2 separate regions of the Sus scrofa genome follow, and region 2 is linked to region 1. A link is a contact called in public Hi-C data. All regions are on one chromosome and are shown on one strand. The core of a region is the stretch at or near the end of the contact, and the rest is flanking DNA. Distances in the headings are between cores, read along the strand shown. Region 1 overlaps ARHGAP26 (rho GTPase-activating protein 26). Region 2 overlaps ARHGAP26 (rho GTPase-activating protein 26).

The links. A called contact is a pair of places that touch in the nucleus more often than the background predicts.
Region 2: a Hi-C map of subcutaneous adipose tissue shows a contact between it and region 1, with 1.7 times the contacts expected there. The contact joins two enhancer-like sites. A contact is called at or near these places in 4 of 47 Hi-C or Micro-C datasets (alveolar macrophages, epiblast stem cells, skeletal muscle and 1 more).

Annotation. Positions count from the first base shown.
Region 1 is chr2:144,493,464-144,498,582 of Sscrofa11.1, reverse strand. The region is part of intron 10 of ARHGAP26 (rho GTPase-activating protein 26); the gene reads right to left. Among named protein-coding and RNA genes, the nearest start is that of ARHGAP26, 190 kb to the right of the region's middle. Within about 2 kb of position 2,197, at least 33 of the 83 cell types and tissues checked have an H3K27ac peak or open chromatin away from gene starts, as enhancers often do. A contact at or near this core is called in alveolar macrophages, skeletal muscle and subcutaneous adipose tissue, where this site is marked.
Region 2 is chr2:144,704,745-144,709,863 of Sscrofa11.1, reverse strand. The region is part of intron 20 of ARHGAP26 (rho GTPase-activating protein 26); the gene reads right to left. Among named protein-coding and RNA genes, the nearest start is that of NR3C1, 220 kb to the left of the region's middle. Within about 2 kb of position 2,998, at least 24 of the 83 cell types and tissues checked have an H3K27ac peak or open chromatin away from gene starts, as enhancers often do. A contact at or near this core is called in alveolar macrophages, skeletal muscle and subcutaneous adipose tissue, where this site is marked.

The DNA of each region.
Region 1 (5,119 bases), core at 948-3,447:
AGAAGGAACCTGGGATCCTTCCCAGTTTTTCCAGTACTGAGGACCCAGTGTCATGACGGGAAGGCAATATTCACCGACTATTTGGAGACAAACACCTAGGAACCTGCACAACTACGCGTGCTCTGGGGGAGTCAACCACTGGCAGTCCTTGTGCGTGAGAAGCAAACACATGCCATGGCGACCTGGGTGCGATACGGGTGAGAGACTAGCCACGAGAGCGAAACCAGACGTTGCAAAGGTGGCCCCCCAGACACGTGGAAGACGTCCCAAGGGTTTCCTACGGGCCAAGCGCAGAGCTCAGGACGGTGCGTGCACGAGCATTTGCTGCTCACGAGGAGGGGCTCGCATTCCATGTCTTTAAAACCTGAGCCTCAGAAATGACTTGCCTGCCCTGCGCTGCCAGGGAGCGGCAGAGCCTCAATTGCAACCCAGTCCGCCGGACTCTAAAGCAAAGCCCATACCTTCACACCACCCTGGACCGCCCCTCGCACAGGCAGTGTCTGTGCCCTGGGGTCCAGGGTGACCAGGGCCTTAGCGGAGGGACAGAGGAAAGGAGGGAGAGGAAGAAAGCTCGCTCTCTCCAGCCCCGCCCCCAGCACACAAACACACACCCCCCTGAAGAATTTTCCAGGGCGTTCCCGTTGTGGGGCAGTGGAAACGAATCCAACAGCATCCATGAGATGCGGGTCTGATCCCTGGCCTCGCTCAGTAGGTTGGCAACACAGCGTTGCCGTGAGCGGTGGTGTGGGTCGCAGGTGTGACTTGGATCCCACCTTGCAATGGCTGTGGTGCAGGCCGGCGGCAGCAGCTCTGATTTGACCCCTAGCCTGGGAGCTTCCATTTGCTGCAGGTACGACCCTAAAAAGCAAAAAAAAAAAAAAAAAAAAAAAAGAAAGAAAGAAAAAAGAAAGAATTTTCCAGAATCGGGCTTCTAATTATCTAGAAAGGATCAATCCTAATGAATGAATGAATGATAACGTATTATAACTATAGCCACTGATCTGGGAGGAAAGCACGCCAAATAGTTAGGACCAGAGCAATGATAAGAGTCTGGAGAGTAATAATGCCAATCGCATCAGATAATTTCCTCCATTTTTAAAGGAGAATGAAGTTATGAAAGATTGGAAGCCAGACAAGCACATTTTTGGCACATTGAGATGGTCTTGCATGAGACACGCTGACGGAGAGCCTGTTCTGGGCCACAGGCAGCGGGGACACAGGCGTAGCAGGTTTCAACACTGCACCAGAAGAAAGCATTCTTCATTGCTGAGATGAGACCCACTCAGAGGGAATGCAAACACTTGTTATCGCTGAGAACAAACTACGAGAAAAGATTCCAATTCAAGAAATCTTCTAGGTCGTTTCTCAATTTTTTTGTTACTCTTGCATCTCATGATGAACAGACATGCACAATAAGTGGCATTTACGGGCTGAACTGTCTCCTTTCTTCAGACTTATGTAATAGCCACATTGTGGTTTAGATTTAAAAAAAAAAACATTTTATATTTAGACGCTGCCAAATAAACTGGTATATGTAATCAATAAAACTCCAACTTTAACTGTGCAGACTAAAGACTGGAAACAGGCATAAGACAGAGGAAGAACTAATAGAACTAACACAAATAGGATTGTCTTATTTTACACCACAATCCATTAACCCACACATCCCACGCTGACTCAGACCAGATTCCAACAGCAAATACTCTCATTTAACTTTTTTAAAAAGGAAAAAAAAAAAAAAAAAAGAAACTCGGTCATTTAAAAATTGCACCAACTCTAAAGATTCTAAGAACTTCTTAACTCGCTGATTTGACAGAACAGCCAAGAAGCAGTTCAGAACGTCGGGTACCCCCCACCCCCACCGCAGCCACAAAATGAGAGCAGGAAAACACCCTCCGAGGAAGGAAAGAGCCATTTCCTCTCCGAAATGTCAATGGCTCTGAGACCGGCAACTCCAACCAACCAGCAGGAAGGCAACATCAAATATTATTTCAGACCAGGGGTGAGAAGGGGAGGGGAGGGGAAGCTTGAAACCAGGAAAAATGGATTCATCTGCTGCAAAAGATAAAGGCAGACGGCACCCCGAGGGAAAAGCAGGATGGCCTGGTTCTCAGCCCCACTCACTCGCCTGTCCTCGTCACCACCCTTAAATAAGCTGTCCCTGCAGCACAGGGCCTGACACTTGAGTGCCGAGAGCACGGGGAAACGCGCTGCTTAAACACAGGCCAGAAGGACTGAGCACGCCTGCCTCTGCAGGAAAGTGGGTATGAAATGATCCGTTCTACGAGGGTGGGAGGAAGGAATTTAGAGAGAAAGAATGAGTCATTTAGGATACCTTTCCTTTAAGGAGCAATAGCCGCCTGATTTCTTCAACACACACACACACGCATTACACACACGCACTGACAATGTACAAAGACAGCTGCTTTTCAACTGGACCGCCTAACAGTTACGAACACACATACACAACTGCCATCTAGAGGTTGAGCCCTGAACCAAAGTCTGTTACGTAAGAGGAGCGTTTTTGGAAAACACACGCCGACTTACGCTCACACCATCTCACAGACACACAGACAAGGGAGCACACGCCCCACATGTTAAACTGGAAGAGTGTTATTTTAACTTCACACTCGTATGAAGAGACATAAATTGGAAGGAGGGGCTTAAACCTTTTATCGCATACAGGAAATACAGATAAATAACACGTTAGGGGATACGCGGTGTGAAAATGGGTTCTTCCCCTAGCAGCCCCTTTGCACACAGACATTTAAGCACCTGCGCTCGCTCTCAGCTTAGGGACGACTCAGAAAATCAGGACACTCTAGGAGAGAGGTATGCCATCAAAATGCAACAAAGGGCCTCCAGGAAATACCCTCCAAAGCTGAGGTCCACCGTGAGAACAGTGAAGTCTCAGGTTTTAAGGCAGAGAGGACAACTTCAAAGGACAATCTCTTCCGACAGAGAACGCCATCAGGGAGGAATATGATAGCATATTCCATCTTCAAAAGAGTCCTGCAAGGTAGGCATGACTAGCCCCACCTTATAGATGTGGTTAAACTGCCTGCCCAGACGCACACAGCCAGCAATAGGCAGAGTCCAAGTGCAAACTTAAGCTGCTTCCATCTGTCACCTGCATCCTGCAGCCTTTCATAAAACATACTCAAAATAAGGGTGGTGACGCCTTAGAGGGTTGCGGTGGGTTTTTCAGCTCTTCCATCAATCTTTCCAGCCTCCAATATTCTTACCTTACCCAGCTTCCCATTTTCCTAGAGGTTTTTTTTTTTTTGTCCTACCCATACACAAATGCAGACTGTGTGTGTACCTGCCGATGTTTTAGTTTAAATAACAACTAACACGATTAAGCTCCTGTAGTCTCTCACAGAGTAATTCACCCAAGTCCCAAGGGAAAGAGCAAAATAATCTAACTCAAAAATTGCATTACCATAAACAAACAAAATTGAACAACCACATGCACACAGCACTGTAGTAAAAGCTGTATAAAATGATATTTTTCTCCCTCTGGGAGCAAATTACCTAAGACAGATATTCAGAATTGAACAGACTCATATAAAACATACCTAATTAAACAACCAGCCAACCATCACGAAGAAAAGCTCATACCCTGCGCAAACACACAGCACATGGTGGGAAGACGACAAGGACAGAACTGACAGAGGGTGCGACATGCCAGGCTGGGACTGGTCTGGAGGAAAGCTGTCTCTACCTATTCACGGAAAGCTTGCAAAAGGAGGACTCTGGATACGGTTTGCAGGAAAAAGCAGAGGATGACTTTGGAGAAGGAAAGGCTACGAGATTCGCTGCGCTTCACTACACTTGTGTCTTCTGTGTCAGTAAAGCCCAGAGCAGGTGGCTACGGTTAATAACGGAGGAAGGGAGGGGAGGCGAGAGGGATGAAAATGCACGCATTGCCGTCACGCCACCCATCTCTGTTAGAGCGGAGGCTGCGGCCCCTCTGTCGGTCACATCTTCCCCGCAGCACCCAGGTCCTCCAAGTCGGCTGTTACGCTCAACATCCGAGTATCAACACCTTCTGGCGCACGGATGTGTGGGCATGTGGGCCCATGCTACCATCAACGGCAAGATCCATGAAGGCAAGGACAAGGCTCATCTTGGTCCCCGTTACACCGTTGTCATCTCTCCTGAGTTGTCCTTTGCCCCCCACTCTGGAGAGGACCAAGGGCGACAATGGGTCCCTCAAGACTCCACAGAACGTCTTCCCACGTATGGGCGTCCATGGGGGTCAGCCTGTCATGGAAAATACGAAGCCTTCTAACTGCTGCCCTCCCCCAAGTATCAATACTACCCCTCGAGAGACTGTATTGATTCAGTGCATCAAAAAGAAGCTTTCTGTTTCTGTTATTTTCCATACGGCTTAGTGGTCCCCCCCGCCCCGACCCCCGCCCGGAAGATACCTGGGAAAAAATGCCACATACATCTGCGAGAAATTTCTTACAAATAAACAAAGGCAGAGATGCTGGGAAATGACCACCACCATGACGCTAGCGTAAACAAATACTTCCCTCCATCTGCTCATGAATTTCCCTAAGATGCTGTACCAGTGGAGTTAAGTATTCAAAGTGACCAGAGACAGATATTAGCAAGTATCACCTGCCACTACCATGGGGCTTCAGATGAAGCCCCATGTTTACCCAGGAATTTTATACTAAATTCTCTCCAACGGTTACACTTTAAAGGAAAAAATCATCAATCAATTCTAGCATAAAATATACACTTTCAAATGTTCGGTTTCATGGCAAGTTAACACAAAGGCACCAAAGAATACTTCTTTATTAAGGTATAAAAAAGGATGATTTTTTAAAAAGCTAATGAAAGTAAAGACTATTCAGAATAAGGACAGGTGTTCCCGTCGTGGCTCAGTGGTAACAAACCCAATTGGTATCCAGGAGGACGCAGGTTCCATCCCTGGCCTTGCTCAGTGGGTTAAGGATCCGGCTTTGCCATAACCTGTGGTGTAGGTCACAGACGTGGCTCGGGTCTGGCATTGATGTGGCTGTGGCATAGGCCAGCAGCTGCAGCTCCAATTCAACACCTAGTCTGGGAACTTCCATATGCAACCCTTTAACAAAAAAGAAAAAAA
Region 2 (5,119 bases), core at 1,749-4,248, 210 kb before region 1:
GGTCTTGATCTTCTCGGGTTACACACAGAGCAGATGCTCAATAAAAATACCTACTAGCTGGATTAATCCATGTCCCTACCCTTTCTTGATCTGTGACCCAAAGGCAAGCCTTTGCAAAGCAGCAGGCTGGCCTCTTTGGTGAGCTGTGAAATACAGCACCGGTGAGCTAGCTGGGTTCCCCTGAAGGCCAGGGCACGGCACACTTAAGCTCCTGTACTGCCATCACTGTAGGGACAATGGAAGTGCCAGCCATGACACTTGGCCCTGAGAGCTTTTCATTGAGGTGTATCCAGTCTTACTCCTCCTGGAAGTCCATTAGCCTAATGCACTATGATGATGGTTCTCAGACCTGAGCATGTGTCAGAGGGACCTGCCCGGCTTGTTAAATCACAGACCGCTGGGCTCCTCCTCCAGAGTTCTTGACACGGAAGTCTGGATGGGGCCTGAGAATATGTCTTTCCAACAAGCTGCCGGGGGATGCCAAGGATGCTGGTCCCAGGACCACACTCTGGGAACCACCGTCCGAGCTAAGACCCTGCCCTGGAGAAGCAGTGTGCAGTGACCAAAGCAGCCTGGAGCATGTGGTTTTCTAGACTCCTCATGCAGAGAGGGTGTTAAAATTAAGACCCCAAGGCTGTTTCCAACTGGAAATGTGTTCCTAGCTAAATAAGCATCTGCTGTCCAGATGGACTAAAAAAGGTTTAAATAGCAGTACTTTAATATTAATATGATTTTAATTTGCCCAATTTGGGATCTGGGTCTACCAAAAAGATTCCTCCACATGATATACACAGGGAAGGAGACATGCAATCCCTTATCTGAAGCAAGAGAAAAGCCCTTTCAGGCTTCCTTCCGAAGTCCTCTTAAGGCGTGAAAGCCTGCGAGCCCTGCAAAATGTTAATTGCTGAAAGCCCTACGAAATGCTAAGCCAATTTCCTTCACTAAAGATACTACCAAAACCTGGAGGTTTAAAATGCCTACCACCTACTTAACACGTACAAAATGCAGCTAAATTCCGAATGAAATTTGTTCATTCATCTGCTTAATTAAACCCCGAGGCGGCAGCATCTACTCCGTATTATGGCACATGGGGACAGGGACGGGGGGGTTGTTTAGGATTAGTTGGCAAGAGTAATGAGTCTAATGGCGACAATGCAGACCCTTTGCACGATCTGAGCTTATAAAGTGGGGGGAAGAAAACAATCCATGGGAAGGCAAACTTGGTCCCCTTCGTGACGTCCAGTCCGCTGGGAAACGGGGATGCTGGCTGAGCCGGGGAATGGTGTGTGGTTCCTGCCTCCACACTCCCCACCTCCCCCTGCAACCCCGCCAGCGGGCTGGACAGATCCGAGTGGCACTGACAGCCCTGGTGCTTGGGACAGAAATCCCGCTGGGTCATGAAGCATGTAAAAATGAACCAGTAAAAATCAGATGGGTCACCAGGCAGGGATCTCCATCTTCCCCCAAGGGAGGCCAGTTGGGCTCCTACCTGGCCACAGAGATCTTGGCTGGGGAAGGGGAAACGCTGCCAGGAAGCCTCTCAGAAGACAAGAGTGCAGGTCCCATCAGTGACAGTCTCCGAAAACGTCAGGGGAGCGGGGCCTGGCACGTGGAGAAAGTGTGGCGGTGGTGGCCTCAGAGTCCGAGGGGTAAGAGGGATGATTCCAGGCTTGGCCAAGACATGACCCCGAAGGAGCAGGCTGGAAGCACCGTGCGGGTTGTGAGGAGCAGGAAGCACAGGCAAACGATTCCCTATGAAAATTATCATGCTTTCCAGCTCTTTCTCCAGGTGGGAAGCACCCACCAGGTTTTCAGGCAAAACTGTCTGAAGGGATCTTTTCAGCAAAAGCTGCATAAGAAGCAGGATCGCTCTCACAGGGAAAGCCCTCTCCCACAGAAAACGGATCCAACCGCCCAGGAAAACAACCTCTTTCAAATCCCTGCATCCCAAAGAACGACAAACAGAGATCCCTGCAGCGAAATCACAGCTGCCTGTTTGGGTGTAACTCTTTTGGCATCAAATAGCACTTAGATGGGTAAAATTCCTTTTAAAACAGAGGCCGTGAGTTATCCCTTGTCTAATGCATATTATTCATTTAGTGATTCATGTGGTCTCAATAAATAACAGGTAGGCATGCAGCTTATCAGGTACCCCGTGGGATGCAGAGGTTTCTGAAAGTTTCAGGAACACGCCTGCCTACCTACCCCAGCGGGTCCAGGTTGAAGGTGGGCACCACCTGCCTCCGGAGGAGACGTTCCTCCTTTTCAGGGACTGCCAGAGAGCTCCAGGCTGTCAAGACAGGAGGCTGGTGGGGGAAGATGGGCAGAAGAACAGCCTGGACCATCTCTTAGCACCTGAAACATACACATCAGGATTGGGGGAACAGAGGGGCAGAAAGGACAGTGTGGGAGAGGCCCCCCGAAGCTCAACTTCTCAACATCTGATATACGAGACACTGACTTCCTTCTGTCTCCACAAGAATATAAAATCAATGAGAGCAGAAACTCTAATTTTTTCTTTCTTTTTAGCGCCACACCCGCAGCAGATGGAAGGTCCCGGGCTAGGACTGAATTGGAGCTGCCGCCCTGGCCTGTGCCACAGCCACAGCCACAGCCATGCCGGATCCTTAACCCACCGAGCGAGGCCAGGGATCGAACCTGCATCCACAAGGACGCTAAGTTGGGTTCTTAACCCACTAAGCCACAACAAGAGCGCCATCTAATTTCTTTTTTCTTTAAGTCACCCTTTCTTCAGCACGCAGAATGACGCTGGGCCCACAGCCAGTGTTCCAACCATTTTTGTTGAGCGAATCTCGCCTGAACAGGTAAACCATAAGTAAAATTGGAGCTCTCTCTCCCCAGGCAAAAGCTCGCCCCAGGTTGCATCTGAGAGTCGCCGAATCAAATTCAGAAGGAGCCAACGGCGCTCCAGAGAAACAGCTCCGCCTGGAAGCGGGCCTTGTTTATCCTCTGAATTCCAGGGCCTGTGCTCTAGCCGCTCACTGGCCACTAAAACCGGACGGGACGGTTGACTCTGGCAGCGTGTGAAGGCATTTGGCATGCACACAGCTTTTAGGTCACCAGAAATAACTTGCAAATGCGTGTGTGTGTTAAGCGGAAAGGATGAGAAAAATTAGTTTCATTTATGGGGCTACTGGGCAGTGAGTTATTTTTTAGGGGTGGGGACCACTTAGGCAGGGAGAACTCCAAGGCTGGGTTCCTCCACTGCTGGAACCGTGCTCTGTCCTCACCGCCTTCTCTTAATCCTAACAAGCCCCGCCACCCCTACCCCAGCGGTCAGAAAAAAGCATCCCCCTCGTGGTTTTTAATTTGGGGGAATTACTGCAGTATCTTTAGTGCCTCATGGGACATCCCCTGACTTCTTTCTCAGCATTTGTTTACTTCCTCCTTAAAAATCAAGATCTTCCAGAAAAGCGGTGGCCTGATGCCAACGCTATTTGTCACTGGGAGAGGAGAGTGGCTTCTAGTTCTGCAGCCCTCCGTGAGCACCCGGTGAAGCATCTCCATTCTCAGGGACAGGTCAGCCCCACTCCTTCCGCCTTCAGGGGAAGGCTTAGGGCCAAGGACTGTCACCGGATGGACAGTCACTGGTGGTGCCAGGATCAAACCCAGGCTTTCCGGCTTTGCACGCCAATGTTAGAACTATCTTTCTTGTTGCCTCAGCCATTAGCTGTGGGTTTTGTTTTGTTTCCTAACTTCTTAGAATCTCATTTATGAGTCATTTTCTTTCAAAGAAGATTCTGCAAATGGAAGGGCTAATCTCCACGTACCACTGTGCTACAGCGAGAAGCTCCCATGGCTTCTACCTTCCTGCGCAGCCCAGCCCCAGCCCCATCCCAAGGCAGCTGCCTGTGACTCTGACTTGGGTCAGTTAACTATCGCTGAGAGAACTGGCCTACATTCAGCAGCTTGAAACAACCCTGGTGTATTCTTTGCCACGAATCTGTGGGTTAATTGGGCAGCTTTTCTGTTGGTCTTTCCTGGACTCACTCATGTGGTTGTATCCACTGATGCGTGGCTGGGGGTGTCGGGCTTGGCTGGGGCCGCAGGCCCTCTTGCTAGTCGTCCTCCGTCCTTGAGTAGGCTGGCCTGGGCTCTTGACATGGCATCTGGGGTCCAAGAGGGCCTGGGCTTAGAGTTGGTCAAAACAGTCAGAGGGTAAAGGCCCACCTAGATTCAAGGACTCCGCCTCTTAATGGGAGAGGCTGCAAAGACTCTTGGCCACAGGTAACCCACCAAAGGCTTTCTAGATAGAAAGGATTGAAGTGGGCTGGTAAGAAGAGCATCTTCTATTACCAAGCAACGTATGGATTTAGTGTGGCCAAAGACACTGGAAATCTAGATTGAAAAAATATTTATTTACTTGTATATGTAAATATGCCCACACCACCACACACACACACAACGTCTTTCTAGGGCCACACCCAGGGCATATGCAAGTTCCTAGGGCATTTCCAAGTTCCAGGCTAGGGGTTGAATCACAGCTGTAGCTGTGGGCCTACACAACAGTTCACAGCAATGCAGGATCCTTAACCCACTGAGCAAGGCCAGGGATCAAACCCACATCCTCATGGATACTAGCCAGGTTTGTTACCTCTAAGTCAGGATGGGAACTCCCTGTTGCCCCCCCCCCGCCAACCCCGCGCAAAAAATACATTAATAGATTTGTTTGGTTTTTGCTTTTTAGGGCTGCACCCATGGCATAGGAGGTTCCCAGGTGAGGGGTCGAATGGAGCTATAGCTGCTGGCCACAGTCACAGCCACAGCCACAGCCTCACCAGATCCAAGTCACATCTGCAACCTACACCACAGCTCATGGCAACGTCAGATCCTTGACTCACTGAGCGAGGCCAGGGATCGAACCCACAACCTCATGGTTCCTAGTTGGATTCGTTTCCACTGCACCACGATGGGAACACCTTAATAGCCTTTTAAAGAATAGTTTTAGGTTTACAGAAAAATTGTTCAACATATAGCTCTCCCTATTCCCTAAGTTTAATATTAACATCATTCATTATGTCATTTGTTGCAACTGATGAGCCAATATTGATACATTATTGTTGTTACAACTAACCCAAGTTTAAGGTTTAGGTTAGGA